Regions from separate parts of the Mus musculus genome. Here regions 2, 3, 4, 5, 6 and 7 are each linked to region 1. A link is a contact called in public Hi-C, HiChIP or PLAC-seq, capture Hi-C and promoter capture Hi-C data. All regions are on one chromosome and are shown on one strand. Each heading gives the region's core, a stretch centred on a gene start, on an enhancer-like site or on the middle of the called end of the contact. The rest is flanking DNA. Distances are from core to core; before and after follow the strand shown. Region 1 holds the start of Slc29a3 (solute carrier family 29 (nucleoside transporters), member 3). Region 2 holds the start of Spock2 (sparc/osteonectin, cwcv and kazal-like domains proteoglycan 2). Region 3 holds the start of Pald1 (phosphatase domain containing, paladin 1). Region 4 overlaps Gm51802 (predicted gene, 51802). Region 5 has its middle 6.2 kb from the start of Gm51802. Region 6 overlaps Chst3 (carbohydrate sulfotransferase 3). Region 7 holds the start of Chst3 (carbohydrate sulfotransferase 3).

Region 1 (2,672 bases), core at 45-2,544:
GAGGCTGGTATTTAGGCCATGTTTTGAGATTTACTCATTTCTCTGAGCCTCACCCACGTGTGTATGTGGGTATGCATGTCTGATGTGTGTGCATATGTACATGTGTGCATGGGTGCATGTATACATATATGTGAGTGTGTCTAAAAGTGTGCATGTGTATGTGTGTGAGTGGGCAAGTGTGTGTGTGTCTGTGTTACACATTATTAAAAGCCTGTTGTTTTTCTTCTGTGTTTGATATTAGGGATCCTTTGCCAACTAGGAACCATGATGGGTAGAGAAAATTCTATTTTTTCCCCCTTCACACTTATGAAAAGAAGCCTACTAAGCTTTGGCATCAGTAAGTCCCCAGCTGGTCTCTGGGACTGGCCCACACCAGCCTTGCTTGTGCCCACGTTTTCTCTGGTCTAGCGCAGGACATCAGCCAACTCCTACTCTGCCTCTTTCTTTTCCCCTCCTGTCCTTACCTCCTCTCCTCAGGTGATCTGTAAGGACAGCGCAGGCATGTATACTCCAACCCTAACGCCGCCAGGGTCTCAAGTAACCTGGGCTGACCACTATGTAGCTAAGGTGAGCCTAAACCCCAGAGCCTCCCAAGTGCGGGTGGTAGGTGACACCTACACGTCCCCTGCAGGGCAGCGGAGGAAGTCACCCCCCAGTGGTAAGGGATTGGGTAGAAAGGAAGCCCAAACTTCTGCCACTCTTGGGTGTTTCCTTAGGTTCCCCACTTTTCTCTCTCTCTCTCAAAAAGAAAACAAAAACAAAGCACATCGGTTCCGTAACCCCCACTCTGCACTCGGAGCTGTACAGGAGCCATCTTCAGCTCTCTCCTGAACTTTGATCTCAGAGTCTCCCAAAAGTTTCTCTTCTGCAGATGTGGCATCTGGATTGCCCCTCCAACACAAATCTGCTCACTCTGGCCTCGCTCACTGCCACCAAATAGCTTCAAGCTCTCTCTGCGGCTCTCCACCTAGGCTGGGAGGCCAAGTTCATCTTGCTGGTACATCCTGCTCTGGAAGTATTGAGGGGGAGCAGGGGGCTGTGGGGCACCCTAGGGAATGAGGCGGTGGATACCAATAGGGAGTCAGGCAGGACCTGTTCCAAAGCCACACTTTTTTCACTTTGCAATTGGACGCCTGCAGTTACTGCCGTAGGCCAGGAAGAGGCGCGCGTGGGGGCGGGGCCAGAGGGAGGAGTCGGCAAACCCGGAAGCGCTGAACGGGGCGTGGTGAGCTGAGAAAAGGAGGGCGGGGCTGGGAGGACAAGGGCGGAGCCCGGCCTGGCTGAGCTCTGGTCACAGTGGCCCAGCGCCTTGGACCTGGTGGAGGTAGCAGCGGCAGCGACAGTAAGTGCGGGTGCAGCGGCCCCCATGCTTGGCTGGGTCTTCCCTTCCCGAGGCTGAGCCTGGCCTCTCCTCCACACTCTTCTCTGGTCCCGCGTGTGGGGACAGGTCGGCCCGAAAGATCCAGAAGGCTTTGCGGGTCCGGATCGGATGCCACAGCTGCCTCTGCAGCGAGGACTTGTCTTAGCCTACTGCCAGGCTCGCTCTTGGACCCCAGCCTGTGTCCACAGGAGCCATCGTGGCACACGGGCTGGCCAGACATGTTCTCAGTCCCCAGACTCCTACCCTTTCCAGCTCTGACTGGTCCTTACCCCAGGACCCCAGTCAGAGGCAGGGACAGCTTGGCCCCGGGAGGTTCTCCGCCTCCTCTCCTTTCTTTGTCTTTCTCTATTCATCCAAAGCCACAGCTACCTTTTATAAAGAGTAATAAGGCGTTGCTCAGTCCACTGCACCGCCCGTGACCTGGTTAGAGAAGATCCCTGGCAACTTCAGATGCTTGGTCAAGGCTGAGTAGTCCTTGATGAATAGACACAGTAGCTGAGAAGGGACTTCAGACCTGTGTGGGTCTGGGTGACCCACACTGAGCCGCTGAGCCGTGCGCCCACCCTCCTAGCCTGAACTTCTGGAAATGGAACAGGTCCTTGCCAGTTCTCTGATGCTTCATGATTATCTTTCACACTAAAAAAGAAAATACGTGTACATATGTGTGCCTTTGTGTGGGTATGTGCAGTTCTTTCAGGTGCCCACAAAAGCTACAGGAGGGCATAGAATTCCCTGGAACAGGAGTTAAAAGTAGCTGAGCTACTTGACTAGGGTGCTGGGAACTGAACACGGGTCATTTGAAAGAACAGCAAGCGCTCTTCACTGCTGAAACATTTCTCTAGATTCTGTTTATATTTAAAAAACAAACAATAATTTAAAGCACGTTTGCATGGATGGCCCTGTCTAGGTCCTTGCATGGTCCTCTTTGGTCTTTGTGTGAATTAAGGCTGTAGAGGGGTCTGCTCAGCTTGCTAGGACACTGTAGAACCTCTGGCCTGCCTGAGCCAGGGCTCCGCTGCAATAGTCAGGGATCTGTTTATCCAGCAGTGCTGATGAGGGGCATTCCCCTTGTTTGTCTCTGCTCATAGCTTCTTGCTGCAGGAAGCCTTCAAGAGGGAGGGCTATGGGGACTTGGAACCAGCAGATGGAGTCACATTCCCAGATTATCCCTGGGGGTTGGGGGAGGGAGATGAGGTTAGGGAAACCCCCCCCCCCCCCCAGGGCATCCAGACAGCGTGACTGTATCATCCATGCCCCTGTGACCTAGGCAAGTGGCTTGAACTTTCTGAGC
Region 2 (2,672 bases), core at 54-2,553, 650 kb after region 1:
CCGGCCGGTCCGCAGCCTCCTCCCCGCCCCCACCCGCAAAGCTTTGCCCAAGGTTAAGTCGGCTTGCGGCGGGCTTCTGCCAGGGACCCCAAACCAGCTCCTGGGGGCTCTCGCTTCTGCTTCTCATGCCCACCGGACCAAGGATGGGGTCCCCTTGCTTCACCGCCGAGCTTGGTCCAGGAAAACCAGCCTACCTGGCCTGGCTCTGGCGACCACCCTGAGAGAGAGAGAGGAGAGCGCCTCGGGCATTTTCACTGTGCACCCCCCCCCCCGCGCGCCCCATTATGGACACGCCTTCCACCATCTCTTGGAGGTTGGGGGAACCCTTCCCCAAACTCAACGCCCTGGCCACCGCTCAGTCCTTGAGCCTTCTGTCCCCTTCTTCCGAAGCCCAAGGAGGGGTCGGAGGACACCCTTGCGGCCGCTACCTTTCCTGCCGGCCCCACCCAGATCCGCTCCCTCTGCCAAGAGCAGTGTGTGCAGTCTGCAGCATTCACCCGGCAGGGGCCTAGCCCGGGGACCGATGGCAAGGAGGTGGGGGTGGGGGGACAGGCGGGGCCCAGCAGCAGCCAGGGCCCGGGTCCCCACATCCCGCACCCCTGCTCCGCGCCACGCCACAAGGCAGACCCCGTCGCGAGCGTGCGCCCCTAGAGCATGTTCTCGTCTAGGACACTCCGGGAGGCTGCGGGAACTGAAGGTCCCAAAGCTGGTGGCCACGGGAACACCGGAGGGGCTCGGGGCTGGGACTCTCGGTGTTGTTTACACTTGGCGTAGTTAGCCTGGCAGGCCCGAGAGGCTCCGGCTCCGACACGCGGCGGTGGCTCCCAGCGCGCGGGGTCTCTGCTCCCGGCCTCCCCACCCACAACCCGCGCCCGGCCCGGCCCTCCGCGCCCCGCCGCTCACGTCTCGGAAGCGGTTCCAGTGCTTAATCTTGCCGCTGTACTGCGAGATGGACGACAGCCATTGCTCGTCCTCCATGAAATTGCCGGGGGTCTCGCCCTCCTTGAGCCCCTTGGCGTCGCCTTCAGCCAAGGCGACCACGGCGAGGAGCAGCAGCGGCAGAGCCAGCCGCCCGGAGCCTGGAGCGCGCATCGTGGTCTGGGCTTGGACCTGGGGGGGTCTGGACTTCAGCAGGATTTGATGTCCTTCCCTCCACCGCGCCACTGGCGAAGCGCTGCGGTCCTCCTCAGCCCTCCTCCTGCTGTCTGACTCCAGTGACTGACGGAGGGTGGGTCGTGGCTGAAATGTGACCTGGTTAGCAGATGCACTTGTCTGAAAAAGCCCAGCGCTGGACGCGGAGAGGGAGAGAGATTCAGAGAGGCTGCGCCAGCGGGGGCTGTGTCTGTAACTGTAGCATCAGCATCACGTTTGACATCATCATACCTGGTTAAAAAAAAAAAAAAAAAAAAAAAAAAAGGAGGGGGTAGATTTCAAAGCAGAGCGCTGGATCAGAGCAGCCAAGCCAGCCAAGCCGCAGCGCAGGGCTGCGCAAGTCAGTCCAGCTCTCAAGGAGTTGCAAGCCAGGGAAGCAGAACCCTGAGATGTCCCTGCTGTCTATCTAAGGGTGGACAGCAAAGAAGGGCTCCGGGGTCTTTCATAGGGCTGGAAAGAGGATGAAAACTCTCGGGTTACCAAGTCAGCTGGGCTCAGGTGTCTAAAAGGGAATCTGGCCACAGACAGTTTCTTCTCCCTTGGCCTCCTCCCACCCCACACCCCACACCCCCGAGTGGCCTGTGCCACCGCTCTGACAGCTGGCTCCCCGCGAGTTATGGCGCTTCGGTAATGGGTGGCTTCCTTAAGACAAAGGCGGTCTAACAACTGGCTGCCTCTGAACTATTGCTCCCCCTGGCCCGCCGCTCTTTTCAACGCATGGCCCCAACCCTGAATGGCTGGTGAAACATGGGCAGATGTCCTCCTCTTCCGCAAGCAGATGTTTAGGGGCTGTCACCCTTTTGTTAGCTTTTCCTAGGGCAACCCTAAAAGACACATGCGTGTCTAGCCATCTCATCTGCCTTGAGTCTGCAAATCTAAATGGGCCCAGCCATTTGCTTGTGACTTTGACTTCATGTTGAGTTTGATGATGCACTGGGGAAGGAGACAAGGCGGGAGGAGGCGGGTTCTGTTGGAGGCTGTTAGGTTCTTGTTAAAACTGTGACCCTTGTCATTGCCTATAGACCTGTGCTGCCTTACCAGCTGGGAAGGCTGGCAGCTGGGCACAGACCCAGGATCAGAACAGAACTGAAATTTACATTACAAATAAAATGAAGACTACGAAAAGGGCAAACCATATTAAACTTTTGGGCCCCAAGCCCTAGATTGTGTTTTTATAAAAGACTTGGCTGCTGTGATGTTAAAATAAAATAAAATAAAATAAAATAAAAATTAAAGGCAATGAAAGAACATGATCTTAATCAATAGGAAAAAACACAGGTTGTGAGGGTTACAGTCATCCAGGGCCTGGCATGCCTCCTGAGTGTTGGGTGCCTCAGTAGCCTGGGCTGGGTGGGGACCCCTGGGAAAACACAAAACAATAGTTTCCCTTCCTGTGGTGCTGCTGCAAGCTCCAGATACTGACATCTGCATCTCACAATGGATGCAGAGCCCTCCAGGCGGTACCAGGGAGCTTCACAGTGGAGTCCTTCTCATACGGACTGGAGGGGACTGAGGATCCC
Region 3 (2,672 bases), core at 50-2,549, 630 kb before region 1:
AGGATGGGCAGAAGGGAGTCTGACATAGAGGGCAGGTAGTCCTGGGGCCTCAGTTTCCCCATGTATTAAAATAGGAATAGCGAGGGCTAGGGATATGCTAGAGTGTTTGCATGCCCAGCATACACAAGAATACTTGATTTCAACACCCAGCACTGCATAAGCCAGAATGAGGGACCGTGCCTATAATCCCAGCATTCAGGAGGAAGGATTTAGAATTTCTAGGTTATTTTTAACTAAATATTGAACAAAATCAACTTGGGATATATGAGACCGTGTGTGTATGTGTGTGTGTGAACAATGATAGGTACATAGGTACCTGCTAAGATTACACAGATGAGATACCGCTGCAGACATGCTGGGTATCTGGCCAGACCACCCTTAATGAGTCCTTTTAGGGTTGCAAGGCCCTCCTTCTGCATAGTTCAAGTTCCCTAGCTTGATTTTGGCTAAAGGCCAGGCCTGCAAAGTCTTCATCCTGGTCACAACTCCCTGCAGAGCGTGCCAAGGACCCTCTAGCTCTGACTGGGGCCAAGGCAGGTAGAGGCAGGAAGGAAATATTCCTCAGTGTAGGGAGAGAGAGACAGAGAGAGACAGAGACAGAGAGAGAGACAGAGAGAGACCTCATTCCATACATCAAAGAGGCTTTCCTGAGACCTAAGCAGGGGTGAGTAAGTGCCCATGGGTGATCCAAGGTCAAGGGTCAGGTACCAGAGCCCCAGAGCCCACCACCACTTGGATGCGTTGGGTAGGGGTAGTGGGGCTGCTCTTCTTCCAAAGACTGGGAGCTGCAATTTTCCTAAGCCAGCGGTCAAGGTGACCACCTGCTCTTTTAGGGCTTCATCCTTCGACGTCTATTCGGAGAGGCGTCAGACCTTCCCTACGGAGCTCAAGTGGCACAGGAGAAATGCTGATTCTGGGGTCCAGGAGAAGCAGAAAGGGGAAGCCCGGGGCTACAGACATAACAGGGGCCCTGGAGTAGGGGAGGGGGTGTGGCGCCACCAGCCTAAGCATTTTTCTCCAGCCATGGAGATTGGAAGCCGGCCTTGGGTATCTTCCAGAAGGAACCGACCAGACAAGGAAAGAGGAACTTGCTTCTCCCGCAGGTTCCCTCTACCCTAGGGTTTTCCTCCAGGCGTAGGGCGAGCAGACGGAGGATGCTGGCCCGGAACCGGCTGGATTGAAAGAGGGGGGAGGGGAGTTGTGCCTATCCGACCGTGGTGGGGTGAGTGTATCTTTAAGTCCGCACCCCCTCCTTGTGGGCGGAGGCCGAAGCTGTGACCGCGCCCTCCCAGGCGTGGGAGGGGGGATCCGGACTCGAGGCGGGGTTCTGGGGGTGATCCTGGCCTCGGTGGCCCCGGGCTGGCCGGGTCTGCGCCGCCTGGACACAGCAGGAGCTGCCTCCGCCCCCGGATGGGCTGGGAGGGTGGGCGGAGTCATCTGGAGCCCGCGCGGGTAGTGCCCGAAGCCCGCCTCGGCGCCGGCAGTCCCCGGCCGCATAGCGCGACGCTCTCCCGGAGCTGCGGCTGCCAGGTAAGCACGCGTGGGCCGCGCCGAGGGAGGATCGGGGTCCCTCGGTTTGGGGCGGAGGCGTCCGAGCCACCCAGGCCTGCCCCAGGTCGGCGCCACCATGCTTTCTCAAAGCTGGAGCTGCTCCCGGGTTGTGCGCAGGTCGATCCCGGACTCATCTCCTGTACTCTGGCTTCCCTCGGAGTGAGGGACAACATGGAGTGGCGACACCCGCACTTCTTGGCCTGGGAGCCCTCCGGGCCAGCTGGGCTGGGCTTCCGAAGAAGTTAGGAAAGATAGCCGCGTTGTGACCCCGGCATGGGGTCCCCAGACTTATCTGCAGGACCCTTGAGGCCCAGGGGCAAGGGAGCAAACTGAGGGGCCTGGCAGGCACTGGCTTTGATTCGCCGCTCGGTTTGGTCTCTTTTGAGGTGGGGTTTCCTTGGTGTGAGCGAGGGTGTGCGTGGAGCGTGAGTACATTCATGTGCCTGAGCATGACACCCCCCTCCCCCCAAAAGACATGGACTTAATAGAAAGGTAGTGTTTGGGACACTGACTGTCCCAGTTCCTTGTAGTGGCCAAGCTGCCCTTGTTTTGTAAATCAGACTCCACAAAAGCCTGGCCCGGGGTGAGCTTGAGGCATCTCTGGTCTTCCAGCCAGAGAGTATGGGCCGGTCCTTGTCTGCCCACAGCCAGTGACAGAGCACCTGTGGCTGTGGGCTCCGGGCCATGCACAGACAGTGTGGGAGGTGGGAGGACTTGGAAGGGCTCTGTCCTGTTGTGGCTCTGTCCTGCAAGGGAAGACAAGAGAGAAACACTTGGCCAGTTCTCTGATAGGGAGTTTGATACCAGCCCTGGGCTGGTAGCCCTAGAAGAAAATGCCAGGAGGTTCCTCAAGGGAATTGCAAAACACCGGCGCAGCGAGGGTACTCTCGCTGGGTGTCCTGTGACTTTGCTGATAGATGTGTTTAAATGTCCTGGTGCAGGCAACCCCACCCTCCTCATTAGCATTACTAATCAGGACCGCTTTGCACCTCGCCTTGTGCGGCGGTGGTGCTGGGGCGGGGGCGGGGGTGGGGGGATGGGATGGGGGCAACAAGCGTAGGATGGCTGGCAAGGACTTCCTGCTTCTGTGTGTCCACCCCACCCCCATATTTTGTTTGCTT
Region 4 (2,672 bases), core at 78-2,577, 600 kb after region 1:
CCCTAGTCTTGGTTTTAAATGCAATTTAAAAAAAATTAAGATTTATTTTATTTTCATATATGTGAGTACACTATAGCTGTCTTCAGACACACCAGAAGAGGGCACTGGATCTCCTTACAGATGGTTGTGAGCCACCAAATGGTTGCTGGGAATTGAACTCAGGACCTCTGGAAGAGCAGTCAGGGCTCTTAACCATTGAGCCACCTCTCCAGCCCTTAAAAATTTTGAGATTATAATTTAATTACGTGTCTCCCATCCCTTTCCTCCCTCAAGCCCTCCCATAGACCCCTCACCTTCAAATTCATAGCCCTTTCTTTCCTAATTGTTATCATAAGCATATATGTACAGACATATACATCCCTAAATACAACCTGTTACGTCTGTATAATGCAACATACATGTGTGCTTTCAGGGCTGCCCATTTGGCACTGGATAACCAACCGGTGTGCTCTTCCCTGAGGAAGACCACTTCTCCAGCCCCCAGCAAGCCTCAGTTGCGTAGAGCACTGTATGTAGGGTTCAGGGTTCCCGGATTCTCCCCCATCCTGTTTGGCCGGTCCAGCAGATTTGTCCTTCTGCAGCTTATGTTTGGGTGGTCATACTGGTTAGACTTTATGGATGTAGCTTCTGACGTTACTAGGCAACACAACCTCACAGCAAACTCCCTGATCCTCTGGCTCTTACAGCCTTTCTGTTCCCTCTTCTGTAGTGCTCCCTGAGCCTTAAGTGTGGCAGTATTTTGTAGATGTATTCACTAGGGTGGAGTGTGCTCCACAGGTCTGCATTTTGATTGGTTGTGGATTTCTGTAATGGTTTCTGTCTGTTGCAAAGATAAATATAATTCTTCATAGTATATTCCCAATATTTATTTATTTCAGAAGAGACCTTCTTAGGTAGCCCAGGCTAGCCTCAAACTTATGATCCTCCTGCCTCAGCCTGAGGAAGTTTAGAAATTCAAGATTAGTCTCTGCTACATGAGTTCAAAGCCATCTTGGACTGCATGGGACCTTGTCTCAAAACATTTTTTTTCCTTTTTTTTTTTTTCACTTTTTTTAAAAATTAGGTATTTTCCTCATTTACATTTCCAATGCTATCCCAAAAGTCCCCCATACCCACCCCCCTCAAAACATTTTTTTTAAAGGAAGAAGGAAGGAAGAGAGGACGGGAGGGAGGGTGGAAACACTTTGCTTTTAGTCTCCTTCCTGCCTACCCCATTCTTACCTCCCGCTTTGAACCTGAAAAACCTTGTTAGCTTTCAGTCCTAGGTGATGGCTCTTCCTGGTGGCCAGAGCCTTGTTTAGCACAATGCTTGGGCGCCCTCTGGTGGCGTTTGGAGGAAATACTTAGGCCAGAGCCCAGGTCTCACTCTCTAGTTACCTCTGGACCCCTCTGTAGCCTCTTTACTTGTCTTTCTGCTCAATTTACTCCGCATATGACCCTGCACAGCATCTTTTTATAAATCCTCAGGTCTTCCCAGATGTGACTGATTGTTTTAGAATCCCAAAAAGTCATCCTGGATCCTGGGTGGGCTTGACTCCACAACCTGGTGCTCTCTTAGAAGCAGGACATAGAGACATGCAGAGAAGACTGGATGGAAACAGAAAAGGGCTGGAAGGAGCTCCTTTTCTTTTTTTCCACTCTGTTTTTTTTAATTGGTTACTTTATTTACATTTCAAATGTTATCCCCCTTCCCAGTTAACCCCCTGACCTCCCCCATCTCCCCTGCTTCTAGGAGGGTGATCACCTGTTGGGAGCTATTAAGACAACACAATTGTCCTGATCTCTGAATTGGGCCTCTCCCCCCAAGAAGAAAAAGGGGTCAAAAGCGGGCCACCGACACACCGTTCCGAGAACAACCACAGAATGTTCCAGCCCTAAATCAGCGCCAGATATCTGGACCACACCCTGATACCACCAAGTTCCAGCTTCCCCGTGTAACTGCCAAAAGAAAAATTTCCACTGCCCCACCCCTCCCGCTGATAAGTACTTGTACTTCCCCTTTTGCTTGTGCATTTAAGCCTTGAGCCTTTCTCAATACAGCGGGACCTTCTTGCCACTCAGAATGTTTCCGTGTCGTTCTTGCACTTGGTCCTCATATCTCTCTACCCCCCATTTGGTTCTTAGGAGAAGGTCCCCTCGAGACCCTCGAATAACTGGACCTGCTGGACGGGTCACTCACCCACCCACCCACCCCCTCCCACATCAGCACCCTAGCCCTCCCCAGGACCAAGGGGATCCCCTCCCATTGATGCCAGATAAGGCCATCCTCTGCTAATATGCAACTGGAGCCATGGATTCCCCATGTGTACTCTTCAGTTGATGGTTTAATCGCTGGAGGATTGGGGGGTGGGGTGGGGCTGGCTGGTTGATATCGTTATTCTTCCTATGAGATTGCAAACCTCTTCAGCTCCTTCAGTCCTTCCCCTAACTCCTCCATTGGGGTCCCTGTGCTCAGTTCAATGCTTGGCTTCGAGCATCTGCATCCATATTGGTCAGACTCTGGCAGAGCCTCTCAGGGGACAGCCATACCAGGCTCCTGTCAGCAAGCGCTTCTTGGCATCAGCAATAGCATCTGGATTTGGGTTCATTTTCAAACCAAGGACACTTACCAGCAGCAGATGCCAGGAGAAAGGCACCGGCTGGACCACCTCGGAGCCTCCCAAAGTAGCCTG
Region 5 (2,672 bases), core at 52-2,551, 580 kb after region 1:
ACCATAAAATTATTTTGTGGCTATTCCATAACTGTAATTTTACTACTGTTATAGGTTGTAATATAAATATCTGGGTTTTCTTATAGTCTTAGGCAACCCCTGTGAAAGGGCCATGTGAACCCCAAGAGGGGTCATGACCTACAGATTGAGAACCACTGGTCTGGAGTTATCTAGAGCCATATGAAGAGAAGACCCTGAGAATTCTTGTCAGCTCCTCACAAGCAGAAACCAGATTCCAGACAGCCATTCCCAATACTCAAAAAAACCCAGTATCCATTTCAAGTCTTCAGAGCACGTGTTGAAACCTTTGAGAAGTTAAGGTTACTCTCTCCGTCCACTTCCTCTTCCCAAACAGCACACACTGCTGGAGGAGAGTGGACAGTGTACTCTTTGTTTGTGGTCCTGACGCAGGCCTGGTCTCCATCTTCCAGCATTGCTAGCTGGGAAGACACGGGGAACAGGCACCATGCCAGATCTAGGTCCGGATCTAGCATCATCTAGCAGCTACCATCATCTCCCTCCTGTAACTGCTAGGACCAGTTGTGTGTTGCTGTGTTTACTGCTCCCTGCTGGTCCCTGCTCCCAGACCCCACTGACTCGTTTCCTTAAACATCTTTATCCACAGCTTCTCCTTAGGGAATACTCTCAGGAGAAATGTTGGCTTGCAACAGGGTCCCCTTAACCCCCAGGGAGCAGAGAAGAGGACAGCAAGCAGGAAGGCTGGGGCCCTGTGTGTTTTTCTGAGGACACCTCCTGAGGACACCTCTCGGTTTCACAGTGGAAAGGGGTGGAGCTCTGGTCACATTAGTCTTGCATTCTTGCTTTGAGAACACCATTGTTGCAGAAACTGTAGCACTATGCAAAAAAAAAAAAAAGAGATGGGGACCATCTCTGTGGCCAGCAGGAAAGCCAGGGTTTGGAGGGGCCGAAGCCTGGTGGGGGTGAAGTCAGCAGAGCCTATTCCACCGCTGTAACAAAGCAGTTAAGGAAGGAGAGGTGTTCATTCCCTGCAGCTTTGGAGGTTAGAGGTCCAAGGAGGGAGGGGACAGACAAGGATTTGGGGGACTCTTTGGCGTAAATCCCAATGGAAAGGACAGCATCCATCTGCCCCCCTCAAAGTCTCACCTCTTCACAGTGTTGTGTTCCGGGTGGGTTACGTTTCAACATGTGAATTCAGGGATCCAGAATTCTTATTGGCAGTGCTCAGGAGATGAGCAGGGAAAGGCAGGGAGTGGGACACGGGTACAAGTTCACTGTGGAAACTTGCAGTCAAGTGCCTCATGTGACCTCAGTCAGACTTCATGGTCCCTTGGTCCCCAAACCAGACACCTGCAGAAAGCCTAAACAGGAAGCTTCTCTGGAGAAAGAAAACCCCAAAGATGCTATAATAAGAAAGAGGAAGAGAAAAGCAAAACACAAACCAACCTCCACTCACACCTGGCCTAAAAACCACCAGTCCAGATCAAAGGAAAATGTGTGTTCCCAACATCCTTTCCCTGGGGGAGAGGACCATCTACCATCTCCTCCTAAGGTCGGGGACAAACCTGAACAGGAAAAAAAAAATGAAAATGGGGGCTGGAGAGTTGGCTCAGTGGTAAGAGCACTGGCTGCTCTTCCAAAGGACCTGGGTTTAATTGCCAGTACCCACAGGGCAGCTCACAACTGTCTGCAACTCCAGTTCCAGATGATCTGACACCCACACCCACACATACAAGCAGGTAGAACACAAATGCGCATAAAATAAAAATAAATAAATCTTTTCTAAAAATGAAAATGAAGCCATGATGCTCCTTAGGTGTGATTGATTGAAGGGAAGATTTATTGTAGATATTAGGTCCTGGAACTCGCTCTGTAGACCAGACTGGCCTCAGAAATCCACCTGCCTCTGCCTCCCAAGTGCTGGGATTAAAGGCGTGCACCACCACGCCCGGCTGAGAGAAACCATTCTTGATGCAATATCGCATGAGGTTTATTCGGGAATCAGCATGCTGAGGCCGAGCTCGTAACCCACACAGGGGCAGAGGAGATCGACCCCCAGCAGTTGCAGTAGAGGGTTTTTAAAGAATAAACTGCAAAGTGAGGGGAGAATAAGACCACAAAGAATGGGGAAGCTGGGTAAACATTGTAAGCATGGGGATGGTGAATTACAGCTCATCTCTCACGGAAAGGTTACAGGGTATCTTCGGCAAAAATTCTTGGTCCCTTACAATATGGGTCAGGTGCCTGGGTGGGTCACCTAGTGGTCATCGTTCTCTCAGGCTGAAGGCGAAAGAACAAAGAACTCTATGCTGGGCTTCGTTTCTAGGGGTCTAAGAAACACATTGAGTTGGGGTCTTACAGTAACAGGTGGTTGCTGAGGACCTGGTGACCAGCATCTACTTTGATATATTAATAGGCACCTGAGTTGTCCTAGGTTTCCTTGAGAAAAGCAAGGTTCTGTTATCATTTGTTGTCATTCCACCAAAGTTCACTCTGAAGAAACTGATGGGATTATTAAACACTTATATGTAGAGCAACTTGTAAGGTGTTCTACACACAAGCATGGGGGACCTTCACACAGCCGCACTGGATGGTCTGCACCCAACCCAGATGATGAGTCACCATGGCTGTGTGGACAGAGCTGCCCCCTTCTCTAGTCTTCTCCACCTATGTACCCTAGTCTGTCTGTCCCC
Region 6 (2,672 bases), core at 81-2,580, 560 kb after region 1:
GAACAGAACTAGGCTTATTATGAGAGAAACCACGGGAGCACACACGGGAGTCTAAGCAAGGACAGTCAGAGAGAGAGAGACTAGGTTCAGTGTCTTATCAGAAACATATGATTTCATGACTTTATGCTATAGTATCCAAAGGATGTAATTTTCTTTTCCTTCCTTCCTTCCTTCCTTCCTCTCTTCTTCTTCTTCTTCTTCTTCTTCTTCTTCTTCTTCTTCTTCTTCTTCTTCTTCTTCTCTCTCTCTCTCTCTCTCTCTCTCTCTCTCTCTCTCTCTCTCTCTCTTTTTCTTTCTTTCTTGGCTTTTTGAAACAGGGTTTCTCTGTGTAGTCCTGACTATTCTGGCATTAGCTCAGTAGATCAGGCTGACCATGAACTCAGAGATCCACCTGTTTCTCTGCTTCCTGAATGCTGGGATTAAAAATATGTGCCACCATGCCTGGCTTTTTTTTTTTAAGATTTACTTATTTATTTGTTTGTTTGTTTATTTAATGTGAGTACACTGTTGCTCTCTTCAGACACACCAAAAGAGGTTATCAGACCCCATTACAGATGGTTGTGAGCTACCATGTGGTTGCTGAGAATTGAACTCAGGACTGCTGGAAGAACAGTCAGTGCTCTTAACTATAGAGCCATCTCTCCAGTCTGCTTGGCTTTTTTTTTTTTAATTTTAAACAATTTTAATTTGTTTAATGAAATGAATTGTAAGGTGTTCTGTGGTGGTCAGGAGTGTGGATAAGTTACAAAGGTCTACAGCCGTGTTCTTTAGCAAGCATGGCTCATTTGTTGTTTATAACACCTTTGAGATATCTTAGAAAAATGGGTCTTGCCCCTGGAGCAATCTGTACTGATTTTATCAGTTGGGTGAATGAAGAACCTAAATTAGATCGCGTGGGGGAGGGGCCTTTTCCACTTCTCACATCCCCTTGACTTTCCTGTCTCTCTATCCAGTCTCACCTGTTACACAAAATCATTGACCCAGTGGAAAAGAACGTTTGCATCCAGGAAAATAAGCATATGAAAAAGAGAAAGTGATGGAGGGGCTCAGGGAAGGACTTGGAGCTCTGGATGCTAAGTCAGCACAGGAGGAATAGGGATTTTTTTGGCTTCTCTGGGCTCTATTGAAAGAAGAAGAATGGTCTTGGGCACATGTTAAATAGAACGAACTCCAGTGCTGAGACCAGAAAGGATGCGCCCCCGGGTGGGGAATAGTGGGAAGGGCTGGGGTCAGATGGTGCCCATAAAGGCTGGGAATGAGGTGTGGCTCCCATCCCCAGGGCCTTGGAGGGCTTGTGTTCTGCTCTGAGTTGTGCACGAAGGGTTTTCAGCAGCTAGAGTCACCCGGAGTACTGGGCTGGGTGTCTAAGACGCTCTCGACATCAGGACCGCGTTCGCGTATCTGAGTTAAGGTGCTCGTAGGCGCCCCCGTGTGTTGGAGACGGGGAGAGTTTGGGAGAGGAATGTGGACGGAATGCGAACCAGAAGACTCAGCTGTGCTGATGGACCAGAAGAGAGGAGTGAGATGCGTGAAAAGGAGGCCACCATCGCCTAAGAAGAGTGAGGGAAGAGCGCACCCCCAGGGAATCCCAGAGGAAGCTTTAGTAGAGAACGGCCAGAGCGCAGGAGAGGAAGAGGGAGGGGCACACCATGCAGTCCCCAGGTTGAAATGTAGCAAGGGCCACCCTCTCACAGAAGGTGACTGAGGACTCCCCCAGGGTGTTTTTAAGGGAAAAAAGGATATTGCAGAACGAGAGGACTGAGACACAAAGGCCAGAGAGAAATATGAGGCAGGAGGATGATCCTCTTGAGAACTGTGCGGCTGATTACTATGAGTGGCTTATGAGAATGTTTCCCAGCTTATACCCACTGCCACCTCCCAGACGGCAAGGCTGGATGCTGCTCCCTCTTGTGGCTCCCAACATCGCTAGGGCCAGACGCACAGTGGCCCTCACCAAATAGAAGTGTCCATGGAGAACCTCAGCCCGGCCGACATCTTCTTTTACTGCTCCTGGTGTTTGTACCCAGCAGGCTGTGCCCAGGCAGAGCTGGGTTGGGCATGAGGTCCTGGCATCTTTCAGCACTGACAAGGACATGTTAGCAGGCTGGCCTTTAGTGGCACCTTGGCAGTGGGGCTGGGGAGTTGAGAGCCATGGAGTAGAGGATGCTGGGAAGGCCATCAAGGGAAGAGGCAGCAGGGATTTCCAGCCAGGCAAGGATCTCAGGACCAGCATGTGCTTGCCAACCCTGGAAGAGAAGTAGCATGAAGTTTCAACCATGTTATAGCCCACTTCTTACACAGGGCGTCCTGCAGGGCAAGCTCTGCCACAGTCTCTGCCCAGTGAGTCCCATTCCGGGGCCCTCTTCGCCTTTCTTGGCCCTGTGAACTCCTGGCTTTGGGGTCCTCACGCATTCCTCCCTCTCCTGGATAGTCACCTGGCCTTGGGCCTCTCAAGGCTGCAGAGGGGACATCCAACCAGGGATGGGTGACAGAGCTGCCAGTCTGCTCACGCCATACCAGTATTCAGTCTTCCTTCTTCCTGGCAGTGCTTGGGAACCCTGCATTTCTGTGAGGGAGAGGAGGCTGGGTTAATGACTTCAAAATATAAAGCCACTGGAAGAGGTGGGGAAGGGAAGATGGGAAAGCTTGTCATCAGAGGAGCCCAACTCCCA
Region 7 (2,672 bases), core at 111-2,610, 530 kb after region 1:
AATGACCATGAAATTCCGATCCTCCCACCTCCACCTCCCACGTTCTGGGATTGCAAGTATGCATCACCACACCCAAATTTATGTGGTGCTGGAGAACTGAAGCCAAGCTTTCTATCCACTAGGCTCTATTCTCAGCCTGACACAGGTCTAACTTTTGGTCTTTGTGTGCCCTGAGGTGTATCACAACTCCAGTTCTGGTTTCCCCTAATAGGCTACAGAACACAGGCAGCCAGTGAGGGTTTTCTGCTGAAAGCTAGCTGCGGGTCTCACATCATAGTGCAGGGCACGACCACACTTCCATCAGGCCCCTGCTAGACAACAGGTTAGCAGATTCCTACCAACCTTCTAATTAGGGACCTGAGAGGAGGTCTTGGAGCCACCTGGGTCTCACTGCCCATTCTGTCCAGCTTTGTATCTGCTACCTGAGTCTGTTAATGTCTTCCGCTGATATAAATGTTCAGCATGACAGAGCGGGGCCAAGGACAGATGTGTATGTTTCCTTTTTTATATTTTCTCACTTCTCCTTTATAGACAATTGCTTATTTTGTCTAAACCTTACAAAAGCCCAAGAAACGTCAGGAGGGCCGTCTCAGGCCTGAAGTTAGCTAGAGTCCTGGAAAAGAAAGCTGGACTGGGAGACCTCAAAGAATCGTGTACATCACCAGGACTGGAACTTATAACCTGAAGTTTGGCTTGCTGTCCAACACTGGGCCCTTTACAGCAGTCTTGGCGAAGCTGGCCCTTTTACAGACCCAGCAATACTTACCACTCATCATCACTCAGAAGTGACATGACCTCCACCTCAGGAGTGCCAGCAGTCCAAAGGGGTCTTAAGCTAATGCCAAGGGGGTCCAGCTCCCTCTGAGCTTCTTGGTGAGAACCCTTTCCACATCTTGTCCTGGGGGCTCTGTGAGAAAGCACCAAGAACACTTCTGCAACCTGTGGCTGCCCAGGGAAGGAGGACGGTGGCTTTTCAAAATTCCAGGAAGCATCCTCAGAGGGACAGGAAGGTCCTCATGTTCAGGGTGGGCAGCAGCATGGGGGGGGGGGGCTCAAGCTGGACAACTCTCCTTGAAGCCGTGCCCCTGAACTCTCTTCCTTGGGGCTGGAAGCTCCTCCCAGCCTCGTCCTCAAGGGTAGGGATGGAGCAGCCCTGGCGAGTCCCCCGGGACGCAGCTAAGTCGGGAACAAAGGCCCACGGAGGGGTCGAGGAGAGCGAGGCTCCCAGGGGGGATAGGGGGGGCTGCTGCCCTTCCTCCCGGCTCCTCCCTCCTCCCTGAGTCCTCCGCCTCCTCCATCCTCTTCGAGAGGCCGGGTGGGCGGCCGCGCCAACTTCACCGAGCGTCCCCAAGTTGCCGGGTGCGCGTGTGGAGTGAGGTGGGGAGTCTGGAGGAGAGGCGCGGGGCTCCCAAAGTTGCAGCTGCCGGCTCAGGAGGCCGCCTCCGGTCGCTAGCGGGATCGGAGTCGTGGGTAGGACCGATCGTTCGCCTGCAGCTAGGACACCGCCCGCCTGGCGCCGCTTCCCGCCCAGCGAGGGGACCAGCCCGGCCGCGCCTCCCTCCCCGCACTAGCCGAGGACGCAGAGTGGGCGCCGTGGGGAGCGCAGCCCCAGCATTTTCTGAGCCGAGAGCGCAGTTGGGGGCGGATGCTGCCGGGGCTGGACGCCGACCTCCGGAGTGTCGGATCCGCCCGCCGGGAGGAGGAGGCTCGACCGGGGTAAGTGGGGCGCCCGCGTCCCGGCACCGCCTCCTGGGCCCCAGGCGGTCACCGACCGCATCCCAGAGCGCGCGCCAAACTTTTGGAGGAGAAGGGGACCGGCGGAGGGCGGGCGGGGAGTTCCCTGCGCGGGGAAAACCCCACGCTGCCAAATTCTCATCTGCCATGTACCCACAGCCAGGTCACCGCACAAACCACAAGTGAGGCATCTTCACGCCGAACGTCCTGCATACTCCCAAGTGCAACTCCTGCTTCTAGGAGCCTCCAGGGTTGGGAACTTTTAAACCAGCTTGGGTTCTTTGCTGGTCCCGCAGCTCCACCCACCATTGAAATGGAGCCCCCAAACTCCATAGCAGGGGACTACTAGCTGCCCGGGCTTTGGGAAGCGGTGCCTGAGACCCACTGAGGCCCAGGAACGGGGAGAAAGAAGCAATCGTTGAAGTCACTTGTCCCGGGCTAGCAAGGGCGGATTTGGTGTGGAAACTCGGCGTCTAGATGATGTGCCTGGGTATGCGCAGCCCTTCCGGAGGTAGATGGGGGAGACCAGAGCCAGTGATTTGGAAACTTTTAAAGTTCTTCTGGACTGGGGTCTTTAAGCTGTAAGGAAAAGGCTGTGTGCTGGTGCTGCGCCTGACAATCTGCGTGGTGTTCGTGACAGGGCGTTGCAAGGAAGCTGAGACCCTGGCGGATGTGCTTCCTCAGAGGAACTTCCATAGGGGATCTCAGCTCGGGGCCATATAAATGGGGCCGTGGATTGAGCTGAGACTAAAGTCAGGATGAAACCAGGCTTGTTGGCCTGTCTTGTACCAGAATGTCTGCTTGGTTTCTGATTCGTAGTGTCCTGCATGTCCTAAGGATCTTGGGGCTAGTGCAGTGCTGGGCACCCAGTCTTAGCTGTCTGGTGATTGAGGGCACCGGTAGTGAATTATGGACTTGCCTCAAGCGGAGCCCAGTGA

What was found. Promoter capture Hi-C pulls out the DNA fragments that hold promoters and counts their contacts. Hi-C and Micro-C count contacts between places; a contact is called where the count stands out from the background. HiChIP or PLAC-seq counts read pairs in DNA pulled down with a chosen protein or histone mark. Capture Hi-C pulls out chosen DNA fragments and counts their contacts.
Region 2: a capture Hi-C map of embryonic stem cells shows a contact between it and region 1, with 3 times the contacts expected there. The contact joins the promoter of Spock2 here to the promoter of Slc29a3 in region 1. A contact is called at or near these places in 3 of 39 promoter capture datasets (the C10 cell line, cranial neural crest and pre-B cells), 3 of 115 datasets of contacts at active chromatin or transcription factors (bone marrow-derived macrophages, large pre-B cells and pancreatic cancer cells) and 2 of 9 other capture datasets (embryonic stem cells and macrophages).
Region 3: a promoter capture Hi-C map of liver shows a contact between it and region 1, with 3 times the contacts expected there. The contact joins the promoter of Pald1 here to the promoter of Slc29a3 in region 1. A contact is called at or near these places in 1 of 39 promoter capture datasets (liver) and 1 of 115 datasets of contacts at active chromatin or transcription factors (pancreatic cancer cells).
Region 4: a contact with region 1 is called in a Hi-C map of embryonic stem cells, with 4 times the contacts expected there. The contact joins the enhancer-like site here to the promoter of Slc29a3 in region 1. A contact is called at or near these places in 6 of 39 promoter capture datasets (the 3T3-L1 cell line, 3T3-L1-derived adipocytes, hippocampal neurons and 2 more), 1 of 15 datasets of contacts at CTCF or cohesin (embryonic stem cells), 26 of 484 Hi-C or Micro-C datasets (B cells, the G1E-ER4 cell line, the N1E-115 cell line and 12 more) and 5 of 115 datasets of contacts at active chromatin or transcription factors (T-cell acute lymphoblastic leukemia, bone marrow-derived dendritic cells, bone marrow-derived macrophages and 2 more).
Region 5: a promoter capture Hi-C map of pre-B cells shows a contact between it and region 1, with 2.6 times the contacts expected there. The contact joins the enhancer-like site here to the promoter of Slc29a3 in region 1. A contact is called at or near these places in 3 of 39 promoter capture datasets (the 3T3-L1 cell line, hippocampal neurons and pre-B cells), 10 of 484 Hi-C or Micro-C datasets (the G1E-ER4 cell line, adipose-derived mesenchymal stem cells, cerebellum and 5 more), 2 of 115 datasets of contacts at active chromatin or transcription factors (large pre-B cells and stem cell-derived neural progenitor cells) and 1 of 9 other capture datasets (embryonic stem cells).
Region 6: a Hi-C map of embryonic fibroblasts shows a contact between it and region 1, with 3 times the contacts expected there. The contact joins the enhancer-like site here to the promoter of Slc29a3 in region 1. A contact is called at or near these places in 7 of 39 promoter capture datasets (the 3T3-L1 cell line, cranial neural crest, embryonic stem cells and 3 more), 1 of 484 Hi-C or Micro-C datasets (embryonic fibroblasts) and 1 of 115 datasets of contacts at active chromatin or transcription factors (double positive thymocytes).
Region 7: a contact with region 1 is called in an H3K4me3 HiChIP or PLAC-seq map of bone marrow-derived macrophages, with 3 times the contacts expected there. The contact joins the promoter of Chst3 here to the promoter of Slc29a3 in region 1. A contact is called at or near these places in 4 of 39 promoter capture datasets (the C10 cell line, embryonic stem cells, pre-B cells and 1 more), 4 of 115 datasets of contacts at active chromatin or transcription factors (the 230-238 cell line, bone marrow-derived macrophages and large pre-B cells) and 1 of 9 other capture datasets (macrophages).

What each region holds. Positions count from the first base shown.
Region 1 is chr10:60,751,404-60,754,075 of GRCm38.p6, reverse strand. Slc29a3 (solute carrier family 29 (nucleoside transporters), member 3) reads left to right here and starts at 1,294. Exons shown (of 6, transcript NM_023596.3): 1 at 1,294-1,342. The coding sequence starts at 1,342.
Region 2 is chr10:60,104,888-60,107,559 of GRCm38.p6, reverse strand. It overlaps Spock2 (sparc/osteonectin, cwcv and kazal-like domains proteoglycan 2), which reads right to left and starts at 1,303. Exons shown (of 11, transcript NM_052994.2): 1 at 904-1,303. The coding sequence starts at 1,092. Gm51801 (a long non-coding RNA gene) reads left to right here. Exons shown (of 3, transcript XR_003949003.1): 3 at 1-200.
Region 3 is chr10:61,382,150-61,384,821 of GRCm38.p6, reverse strand. Pald1 (phosphatase domain containing, paladin 1) reads left to right here and starts at 1,299. Exons shown (of 20, transcript NM_013753.2): 1 at 1,299-1,530.
Region 4 is chr10:60,146,931-60,149,602 of GRCm38.p6, reverse strand. Gm51802 (predicted gene, 51802) reads left to right here. Exons shown (of 2, transcript NR_168572.1): 2 at 1,733-2,060. Among named protein-coding and RNA genes, the nearest start is that of Gm51802, 14 kb to the left of the region's middle. Within about 2 kb of position 1,327, at least 7 of the 459 cell types and tissues checked have an H3K27ac peak or open chromatin away from gene starts, as enhancers often do. A contact at or near this core is called in bone marrow-derived macrophages and embryonic stem cells, where this site is marked.
Region 5 is chr10:60,167,235-60,169,906 of GRCm38.p6, reverse strand. No RefSeq gene overlaps it. Among named protein-coding and RNA genes, the nearest start is that of Gm51802, 6.2 kb to the right of the region's middle. Within about 2 kb of position 1,301, at least 43 of the 459 cell types and tissues checked have an H3K27ac peak or open chromatin away from gene starts, as enhancers often do. A contact at or near this core is called in pre-B cells, where this site is marked.
Region 6 is chr10:60,190,634-60,193,305 of GRCm38.p6, reverse strand. All of the region lies in intron 2 of Chst3 (carbohydrate sulfotransferase 3), which reads left to right. Among named protein-coding and RNA genes, the nearest start is that of Chst3, 27 kb to the left of the region's middle. Within about 2 kb of position 1,330, at least 55 of the 459 cell types and tissues checked have an H3K27ac peak or open chromatin away from gene starts, as enhancers often do. A contact at or near this core is called in embryonic fibroblasts and hippocampal neurons, where this site is marked.
Region 7 is chr10:60,217,948-60,220,619 of GRCm38.p6, reverse strand. It overlaps Chst3 (carbohydrate sulfotransferase 3), which reads left to right and starts at 1,360. Exons shown (of 4, transcript NM_016803.3): 1 at 1,360-1,716.